Linked DNA regions of Oryctolagus cuniculus: region 2 is linked to region 1. A link is a contact called in public Micro-C data. All regions are on one chromosome and are shown on one strand. The core of a region is the stretch at or near the end of the contact, and the rest is flanking DNA. Distances in the headings are between cores, read along the strand shown.

Evidence for each region. A called contact is a pair of places that touch in the nucleus more often than the background predicts.
Region 2: a contact with region 1 is called in a Micro-C map of ear pinna, with 7 times the contacts expected there. The contact joins the promoter of TMEM170B here to the enhancer-like site in region 1. A contact is called at or near these places in 2 of 6 Hi-C or Micro-C datasets (ear pinna and skin fibroblasts).

What each region holds. Positions count from the first base shown.
Region 1 is chr5:158,987,363-158,992,669 of mOryCun1.1, reverse strand. The region is part of intron 3 of TMEM170B (transmembrane protein 170B); the gene reads left to right. Among named protein-coding and RNA genes, the nearest start is that of TMEM170B, 40 kb to the left of the region's middle. Within about 2 kb of position 3,064, at least 2 of the 8 cell types and tissues checked have an H3K27ac peak or open chromatin away from gene starts, as enhancers often do. A contact at or near this core is called in ear pinna, where this site is marked.
Region 2 is chr5:159,026,871-159,032,198 of mOryCun1.1, reverse strand. TMEM170B (transmembrane protein 170B) reads left to right here and starts at 2,438. Exons shown (of 4, transcript XM_070074414.1): 1 at 2,438-3,081. The coding sequence starts at 2,760. LOC103349679 reads right to left here and starts at 3,151. Exons shown (of 9, transcript XR_011388801.1): 1 at 3,021-3,151.

The sequences.
Region 1 (5,307 bases), core at 1,815-4,314:
CTTCATGTACCCATCCATGCACATGCACACTTTCACATCTGAACACACACACACACACAAACACACGAGAGTGCTTCGCGACGTGTCTGGAAAAACAAAATTGAAAGATAAGGGTATTTTGGTATACAAAAAAATTTTGGAATCATACCTAGTTTTTTCATAATAAGCATTTTCAGGAACTTTTGTAAGACCTCTTGTATGTGTTTATACTAGTACAGAATATATATATTTTATGTTTTAAGTCTTTTCTGTGTTGTAAGTCTTTTCTGTGTCAATTCGTGTAGTTCTACATTTCCCTTTTGAGACTGTATGACTTCCATGGTAATTTAGCCCAACTAATGTACATTTGTTTGGCTTGGTTAAAAACACTGATGTACTGCTCATGGTTTTTGCTCTTCATCATCTTCAGATTTAAGATCTCTTTTTCTAGGATCATAAAAATATTCACTTATGGCCGGCACCGCGGCTCACTAGGCTAATCCTCCGCCTTGCGGTGCCGGCACACCGGGTTCTAGTCCCGGCCGGGGCGCCGGATTCTGTCCCGGTTGCCCCTCTTCCAGGCCAGCTCTCTGCTGTGGCCAGGGAGTGCAGTGCAGGATGGCCCAAGTCCTTGGGCCCTGCACCCTATGGGAGACCAGGATAAGTACCTGGCTCCTGCCATCGGATCAGCGTGGTGCGCCGGCCACAGTGCGCCAGCCGTGGCGGCCATTGGAGGGTGAACCAACGGCAAAAGGAAGACCTTTCTCTCTCTCTCTCTCACTGTCCACTCTGCCTGTCAAAAAAAAAATATTCACTTATTTTTTGGAATTTACATTTGTAGTTTTGTTTCTAACATCTAGTTCTTCCATCCATCTGAAATTTACTCTGAGTGGTGTGACAGGGACTTACGTCCTCCAAATGGCTCCCAGATGCTCCAGCACTATTTAGTGAACGGAGAATCATGGAGTGGAGTTAGCTTCATCACTGAACACCACTGGGCCTGGGAGCCAGGACAGGTTGAGTGTGCATGGTAGGAGTTGCCAGTGTTCTCAGCACATTCCAGGTACTGTCTCTGAATCTCCATGCCCACCCATTCTGTAGCTGGGCAATTGTCGGGCCTAATTCAGCTGCTTAGTAGTGTCGCTTAGATTTTAACTCCTGAGTCTGGCTCCAAAACATGTGCTCTTTACCTTGTGCACACATGCGAAGTTTGGATGCACAGATTTGTTTGTCATTTCCCAGCCAACATGAGCTGGTAATTGCTTTTAGTTACCCCTTCTTGGATCATGATTGAAAACTTAATTTCACAGAAGTAGAGGCCTAGCTGTGTCTTTTATAATTGACGATAGCCATAGAGATCCAAGTGATTCCTTTTCTGTGGTTTATTTATAACATAATTTCTCTTAACAAACAAGGCATAGAATCTTTTAAAGATTTTTAAAGGATGTCTGGAGTAGCCGTTTATCCTAGCAATTACAAAGCCTGTATCCCACCTCAGAACGCCTGAGTTCAATTCCCACCTCCCATTCCTGACTGCAGCCTCCCTCCAATGCAGACCCTGGGAGGTAGTGGGGATGGCTCAAGTAGTTGGGTTCCTGCCACCTACCTAGGAGGCCAGGATTGATTTCCTGAGGCTGGCTTCAGCCGAGTCCCAGTCATTGTGGGCATTTGGGGAGTGAACCAGTAGGTGGCAGCTCTCTGTCTGTGTCTCTCACAAAAATGAAATTCAAAAATTTGAAAGAATGTGATCCAATTCTAAAATTTGGATACATGACAATTGTGAGTTTATTACCTAATTGAGTAAAAGTTGAGATTGTTATCGGCTACATTGTTATTTTCTGAATTTCTTATTCTCTTTTTCGTTTAGCATAAACGTGAAATGAGAATGATTTGGGGATTTATAACTAGACTTCCCTCAGCTGTATTTCCTTGAACTAGAGACCGAACCTCTCTGAACCTGTCTTTCCTCATTAAATTAGGTGATGATACCGGGGGAGGGGGGGTAGCATGATAGATAATTCAGACAGTATCTTTAAAGTTCCTAGTAGGATACATAAATGTGATAAGTACACTGTTTTATTTTCCTTTTATGTTGAAACAAGCATGTGAAGATTCTTGGCTTAGAGTAGTAATTTTCTTTTGCCATTTATGTCCGTTGTGGAGGACTATGGTGACTTTGGGAGATTTTGAGTAAGATACAAAATGTTATTAATCCTTAGCTGTTTTTGACAAAAATTATATCTAGCTAATTTTTATGAATAAGTTTTTATTTCAAATATTTGTCACTTCGGGGTATTTGGATAATTTATTTGTTCCCTTATGTTGTTTTGCTTAACCAATCTAGGATAGGTAGGCAGTTTATATATACATATAGGACAGAGAGCAAGAGAGAGAATCGTTTCAGTGCCATCTCCACCTATAAGATGGCGTAATTTAACTTAAATGTTTCCTCCTTTATGATTTTGGAGTGTACTTTTAAAATTAGCCTCTTAGATGCTACATCATTGTGTTTGCTAAATTAAGTGCATAGGTTGGATCAGATGTGCCTGAGGTTGCTTGTAACTCACATCCTCTGGCTCTGGGCAGGGCACTTTATCTAAACGTTTTTCCCGGGTTATTCACTGTCAAGCAATCTCCAAGTGACTTACAGTTACATGCTTTCTTTAAAAGTTCATAAACCATATTAGATGGTCGATTGTAGGATGAGGCAAATATTCTCATATTTTCCATGAAATTTAAGAATGAATTCATTTTACTCAAAAAATGAGTTTAATATGAAAAATACGAAAAATATGTTTAATATGAAAATGTCTGTAATTTGGGAATTACTGCTGTGTAGCTTCTGCGCAGTATATTGTATTGGATGTTTTTAAAAATGCTGGTGAGGTAAGGCCAATTGAATGCCCAGGTAAGAGATTGCAGTAATGAATTACTCATTTTTTTAAATAATTTTCTTAATATTTGGTATTCAGTTCGCAATGTATGCTCTGCATATTTTCGGTTGAGTAGAAAAGGCTGTTTTTCAACTAAGAGGCTAAATGTGGCGCAGGGAAGTGTAACCTTGAGCGCTCGCGTGGGAGCGCGCACAAAGGGTGGGGACCGTTCGCGAGGTGCAGCGCCGAGGTCTGCCGCTGAGTGAGGTCCTGTGTTTCTCCCGTTCCTGCAGGTGCGGCGGTCGCGGGCATCTACAGAGTGGCAGGGAAGAACATGGCCCCCTTGGAGGCGCTGGTGTGGGGCGTCGGGCAGACTGTACTGACACTAATCATCTCCTTTTCAAGGATCCTCGCCACGCTCTGAGGCTTCTGTGGGAATGCCCGACCTCACGCACGGAAACAGACCGCCTGAAAATGGCGTTGGTTACAAGTAGAAACAAATGGCCGCGGACCGTGCGCCGCGCCGGTCCTCTCGTGCTGTGTGCAGAGCCTGCCCTCTGGTGTTGGAGCGATCGCACCACCGCACTGCACCTGCCGTGCCTCCGTCCGGGCCCGGGGCGCGAAGACCGACGGGAAGCCAGGAGGGAAAACACCTTGTGTAGCTGCCAATCAGGTTCACAGCGCCATGTTCAGCTACAGGGACGTTCTGAGGAATTGCTACATGTGCCAAACTCTCTTCTTTCTGTTACCATTGATCATGTGACAATTTGCAAGTGTAGACGTAGATGAGTGCTGTGAACATCTCTGACATGAATTCAGGTCATGTAGTGAGATCTCTGTTTTGTGATGCTGAGTCCCGTGTGAGTGTGCTCAATCCCAAATCGTTCGTATGAGAGAGATTTTTTGGTTTTTAATGTTGAGCGTTTCTGAGATTTAGGGCTTTCATGTGTTTAGGCATTATTGTTATTTAATTTATGCAGGAAATAATTCTTCTTCCTGGAAGACTAGCTAAACTGTTTTAAGGACTCAGAATAGATCTATCGGGCACACAGTTTTTCACTAAATTAACACACCCTTTTAAGAATTTCCCTCATGCATAAATATTCTATTTAGATGAATTCAGAAACTTTATGGGTCACACACATTGACTGTCGTTTGTGTGTTGGAAGAATATAACTTAAAAATATTCTTATAAGTTTTGTTAAGAAAAAGTCTGACACACATGTTGCATTCTTTGACCCTTCTGAAGAAAGTTTTTGCCTTGTCTCTCACAGAGAACATCTGTACAGCTAGCCGTGAGAACATCTGTACAGGTAGCCGTCTGGTGTCTCGGCGGGGTTATAGTACTTGCTGCAAGCATCTTAACTTTGTTACAAAATGGAACCAGTCTTTTGTTCTGGAGTGCTAACCGTGTTTAAGGAGTGCCGTGCATTGGGCTCTGGAGCTCAAAACCGACCTGTAAATGAGTAACAGGTGAGCTTTACAGGATGCGTAATAAACTGTCTTATTTGGATGCATGTCAACGTCATGGTTCTAAGGGAAAGATTGGGAATATAGTTAAGCCATTTTAAATCTCAGCTTTATCAGTTCAGCCCCAAACGTGTATTTGAGTCATTCATTTCATGTGTTCAGTTCTCAATTTGAGCTGTTGTGATTTGAGTTTACCAGAATCCATGATGACATTAATAACAAAGGGACATGGCCTTTACACAGAACCTTTGAAGAGGTTTTCTAAGATGGTAGGAGGTAGGGGGATCCCAGAGCCTGGTGGAATTGGTCCCCCAGTGGGGTTTCCTTGGGTACCAGTTTCAATGATAAATGTGCTAACTCCAAGGAAGAACTGTTGTAGAGAATATGAAGTTCAGACACTCCAAAAGATGATCTGGCACCCGTGCCTTTCCTTATGGATAAAATAAAGCAAGTTTAAGTCCCCATTTAAGTTTAAGACCTTTGTTACCCAAAGCCCCTTTTCTACACCAAAAAAGTGCAGAATATATTAGCAAGTCAGCAAGGAGGAGTTAGAGAGGGTGTACTTTAGCCTGTGTGGGGATTTACTGCCACCGGGGACTAGAGATTTGTTTATTTGTTTAAAAAAAAAAAAAGTTAAGCAATTATATGTTCTTAAGGATCTTTGGAGGAAATCTTAAAATGGTTTTTTTAATTAAGTGTAAGGCTGGAATTGTTCTCAGGTGTTCTTTATAGTCCTGACATTTTCTTAGATTAAATTTAGGCTTCCCTTTCCAAGGCAGTTTGATTTCTCCTTTCCATTGGGCTTTGGTGTGGGTTCGTCCTTCCCTTTGGCTATTCTGTACATAGTGTAAAGCACCTGCCCTCGACCAGAGACCTGTCCACACTGGGCAGACCTTGCTTTAGACTGACAGGATGAACTTATGTTAGCATATGTTTATTTCATGGTTAAGAAAGCAAGGTAACGTGATAGGGAGTGGGTGGTTCA
Region 2 (5,328 bases), core at 1,189-3,688, 40 kb before region 1:
AAATTACAAGAGCTCATATATAGATGTGGGCACAACACCTAGCAAGAGGAAGGACCTCTGTGCTGATTAGACTCCATCCTTATTAAAAGGGCATCACAAATGGAAGAGAGAGTGTTATTTTCCACATATTGCATCTACTGAACCTGCCCAGGATTTGAAACTGTGGAAATGTGTCACAAAACGCGACTAAGTTGCCTGTGCATTATTAGTCGACAATATAGTACTGCACAGCAAGGAGGGAGATAAACAAGCAGCTGGCAGCAAGAAAGAGAAAAAATGGCTTTGATAGCTAACGTTTTTCTCACAGGATCAACATTTTATATTCTAGTTGATTTTAAAGGCTTTCTTCTGGGTTCTCTCTGGAGAATTAGCAGAACAGCTAAGACTTACAGATGTTCTCTCGCTCGTGTTGAAGAAACAAACCAAGAACTGTCTGTGAATTGTTTATTTGACATGCAAGGGCACATGGTTACAAAGCACCTTGAGGACTCATCTGTGGGTATTCCCTGATCTCAGGCAGGAATGGGACCAACCCAGCCTTGGACTGCAGTACTAACTCAGTGTCAGAGATCCGAAGAAAAGAAATTCTACAACCTTCACTAGTATTAACTCAGATTTGATTTTCGTGACTCTGGCTGTTGGGAAAAGACACAGTTTTCTCAAGCATACAGGCTTCCAACATGGGCGGTATCACTAGTTGTGCCCAAGCGAAAAAAAAAAAAAAAAACCAACAACAAGTGAAATGCAGTGAAGAATCCTCGAATCCCATCCCTAATGCCTTTGACGGAAGTTACGGATAGGCGGTAACCAGTAAGTGCTCACTGCGTTGGACTGACTGACAAGCAGGGAAGATCCACTGGGTTAGTGCGGAACATCATCCCCTGCGGGCGTCATTGCTGTCTTACTGTCTCTTCTCCTGACATCAACACGTGGGTTCTGTTTTTCTTCAAAAAGGATGCAGCACACACACACACTGTTGCCTTTGGCAATCATTTACTCATTCAGCACATTTATCTACTGAGCCTCAGGGGCCAGGCACTGTCCCAGGTTCTGAACGTTTTAAATAGTGGCGTGTATCCTAAGAACCTCAGTGCACCCCATGTAAGCTAACTCAAAGCCCCTGGTAGGCCGTGTAAATGCCCGCCGGCTCAGCTCTCAGGAACCGTTCGGTGCACGTGGTCCCATTCCATGACCTCCGTGGCATCACCACGAGGCACCCTGCACCTCCGCATCCAGGACCTGGACCGTAGGGCGCTCACAGGAAGACACTGTGGGTGCTGGCAAGAGTCACAGACCGGGAACGCGCAGAGTGGACTCTGCACGGCTGTCACCTTTGCCCCCACTTAATTCTGCGGCATCACTTTCCCCACCTCTAAAATTAAAAAGTTTAAAAAACAGCAAATCCTCTTTCATGTCTTAAATGAACGTGTGTAAGTCCAGGGAGAAGACAGATTCTACACGAAGCGTTTTGACTTCACTCCCATTAATGATGCAAAATGCCCTTTTCCCGTGTCTGACAGCCACAGGACACCGTGGGGAGGAAGCCTGCCGCCGTCGCGTTATTTCTAAGGTGGCTCCCAAGAGCGCCCTGTCACGGGCGCTTCAGCCCTTCCGTGTCCGGCCGGATAAATCTCCCTCGGTAATTCTTACCAGAGAGCAGAGATGGGGTGGGCACGTGTACGTGATCGCCAAAAACCCCATCTTTATCTTCAGAGTTACCATGTTTCCAGCCCCCAAGCAGTTTAACTTGGCGAGCTGGATTTTAAATGCTCCGGGGGGGGGGGGGGCGAGGGATGGACGCGAAGACAGCAAATATGCGGGGGGAGAGGGATCTAGATTAAAAAAAACGCAAGATCTGCAATTTGGATAAATTCAGCGACGGCATCCGTCAGACCCCGGGGGCCCCCGGAGGGCGGGAATGAATGAAGAAGCGGGGCCACTCGGTTTTGTGACTTTAACATTTCATTCTGCCAGTGAGCGGCCCAGCCAGGTCACTGAACTCAGGAAAAAAAAATTAAAACCGCAAATTACTAACTCTGCGTGCTGAGCTATTTACCCCCTTCAAGTGCGGCGCGCGAGGATCTTCACCCCAAGGCGAAGGTCTGATTCGTCGCAGCACCCACCTCAGCGAGCCGCGCGGCCCCGCACCCGCGAGCCCCCGGCACCGGGGGGCGCGGAGGCGGCGCCCTCGGAGAACCCAATCAGCCGCCGGGCCGGCGGTGGCGCCAGCGACGTAGGCCGCGCTCGCCTCCGCGCCACTGCGGGCCGACGCTCGGCGCCGGCCGGAGCGCGAGCCCGGGCGCTGAGGGAGAGGCCGGCGCCGGGGAGTGGGCATGCGCAGTGGCTCCGCCAGGCCGGGCGGCGGAGGCGGGGCCGGGCGTGGGGAGCCGCGCGCGCGCGCGCACTCGAGCCGCCCGGCGGCGGCCGCGGGCGGAGGGGGCGGTTCCTCGAGTGTCGGCGACCCGAGGGCGGCCAGGCCGGGCGGCAGGTGCCGCCGCGGCCGCCGCCGCCGCAGCCTCCTCGGGGTGCCGCGTCCGCTGCTTCTCCAGCGGCGATGAGCTGGGCCCCGTCGCGGGGCCGCACCTGCCGGCTGCCCGTCACCGCCGGCCTCCCGGCGTCGTGACCTCGGCCTCCTCGCGTGTGCCGCCCCTGAGAGGCAGCGGGAGCGGCGGCGGCAGCCTCCTCCGCCCCGAGTGCTCGCTCGGGGGCCGCGCGGGGACAGCGCCCGGCCCCCTCCGCTCCCCCGTCCGCCGTCCTCAATGTCTCCCCGGCGGGGAGGGGGCTGCCTGGGAGACACGCTGAGCGGCCCCCCCCGGAGGCCCAGCGGCGGCGGCGGCGGCGGCGGCAGCAGCAGCGCCCGGCCCGGCGCCCCGCAGCCTCCCCCGGCGGCCTGGAGGAGCCGCGCACTCGCCGCCGCCCCCCGATCCTCACAGCCGCCGCCGCCCGGCGCCCCCGGAGAGGGCGGCGGGCGCCCCCCGGGGACGATGAAGGCGGAGGGGGGCGACCACTCGATGATCAACCTGTCGGTGCAGCAGGTCCTGAGCCTCTGGGCCCACGGCACGGTGCTGAGGAACCTCACGGGTAAATGGATGCGGGACCGCCCCTCGCCCCTTGCGGGGCCGGGCGCGCTCGGGAGCTCCGGGGCCCGGCCGGCCGGGAAGGTGTTGAGGGAGGCGTCCCGGGGGCGCCGGGGTCGGCCGCCGGCACCCGGCCCCGTAGTAGGCGCGGCGTCGGTGCGGAGACTCGCGCGCGGGCAGCGTTCGTCCCCTCCCCTCCCCCTGCCCTCCACGCACGCACCTGCCCTGGGTGGTGAGACACTTCCCTCAGCTTTGGCTCTTTGCGTCGCGAGTCGCCGGCCAAGTGCAGGACTTCAGTTCCCGGCTTCATCAGGATCAGTTTGCTTCCACTTTTTTTTTTTTTTTTCTGAGGGAGGGGTGTAAAGTAGATGGCTAAGTAGATTATAGTGGGTCAGGGGCTGGGCCAGGGGCTGGTGCATTGTTGGCATTTTAGCTTTTCGCTCACATAGCTTCCTTTCCCCGTGTCCTTTTGTCCGTCTCTGTCTCTCTCCAGCCTGGAGCAGCTGCATCTGGGACGTTTGCTAATTTTCAGTCTTTCCCCTCTTTAGTCAAGGGAGCTGATCTTACCCACGTTCGGATAACATCGATGGGCGTGTGTGACAGTGAGCAAGAGTACATGTGTGTTGCATCGGATTCCTGGGTTTGCCTTACGAAGAAACTGCTGCTTTTGTTCATGAGGAAATGCTGACCCTATACTTTGAGATGCGAATTTTACAAATACTCTGAGTAGTATTCACAGGAAAGAGATTCAGTTACAATTTGATGACTTTCCAGTGCATGCTTACCAGACTGACAACGTAAAATGAAACTATGAATACACACATACGTGTGTGTGTGTGTGTGTGTGTGTGTGTGAAGCCTGGCATGGCACAGAATTCAGATGTCCATTGTGTGTGTGTGTGTGTGTGTGTGTGTGAAGCCTGGCATGGCACAGAATTCAGATGTGCATTGCGTGTATGTGTGTGTGTGTGTATGTGTGAAGCCTGGCATGGCACAGAATTCAGATGTGCATTGCGTGTATGTGTGTGTGTATGTGTGAAGCCTGGCATGGCACAGAATTCAGATGTCCTTAGAGATTTTATGGAACTATATATAAGAGCAGCTTTACAGGCGCTAGTTTCTTTGTGGAAGCCCGGCGATTCAGGGACATTCTGGGAAGCTGATTCGTGGTGTCCTCGCTTGGATGCTGTGGAGCAAACTGACTTCATGTGATAGTTGCAGATCAGAGACGTGTTTTTTTAATGTTCAAGAAACAGTTGACACAAAGACTCTGGTGATCCAAGATGAAAGATTTGGAGACAGATTGCTTCAACTTATTATTATTTTGCTAGTATCAACTGTTTCATATTTCAGCTGTATCAAATATGTTTATTAGAGTGAAATGAAAAGGACTCAGTAAATATATTTGTATATATTAATGTCCATATTGGCCTATGAAGACCTATTTAGATAGCTTCGGGAGCCATGAAGTGAGTGTAATTTATCTCTTGACAAGATTTGATGATATTTAATATTCTGATCATTACAGTGGCTGCCAGGTAACAAATCAAAGCAGGGTTACTTCCAGTTACCTTCTCATATTATCTTTTTTGTAAAAAATAATTGTTTGCAAGGCAGAGAGACAGAACCCCCATCCTCAAATTTACTCCACAAGTTCACGCTCCAAATCTCTGCAACAACCAGAGCTAATGCCTGGAGGGAGCCAGGAACTCAGTCCAGGTCTCTGCCATTGGTAGCAGGAACCCAACTACTGGGAGCATTTCCTAGGAAATGGCTAGTGTCAGAGTAGAAATAGAGGTGAGGGTTAGGGGGAGGGTGTCACATGCTAACAACCCAATGCTTCTCAAAGGTCAAAAGGGACTGGCCTGATTATGATAAGGTTCTTTGTGGCCTTCTCCATGCCTCTCACCTTACTGATCCCATATGTAGCTTCAGAATTAACCAAGAGAACTGACTTGCAGTGCCGCCTAGGGTTTGGACTATAAGAAACAAAAGCAAACCAACAGAGCTCCCCTGAAACAAGACTGCTACCCCTGACTGCACCTACTGGATGTTAGGCATTTTACCAACATGGTTTCAGTCTTCAGAATAATTCCTGAGAGGACGTTACAAGCCTCAGTAAAGTTGGCCCCCTTCATAGACCCAGGTCTGGCTGCAGAACGCCCCTTCTCCTCTGCACCTGTCGGGCAGGAGGCATTTCTTGTGTCATCCTGCTGCTTCTGTTCCTTGTACATGGTTTTATTATGTTCTT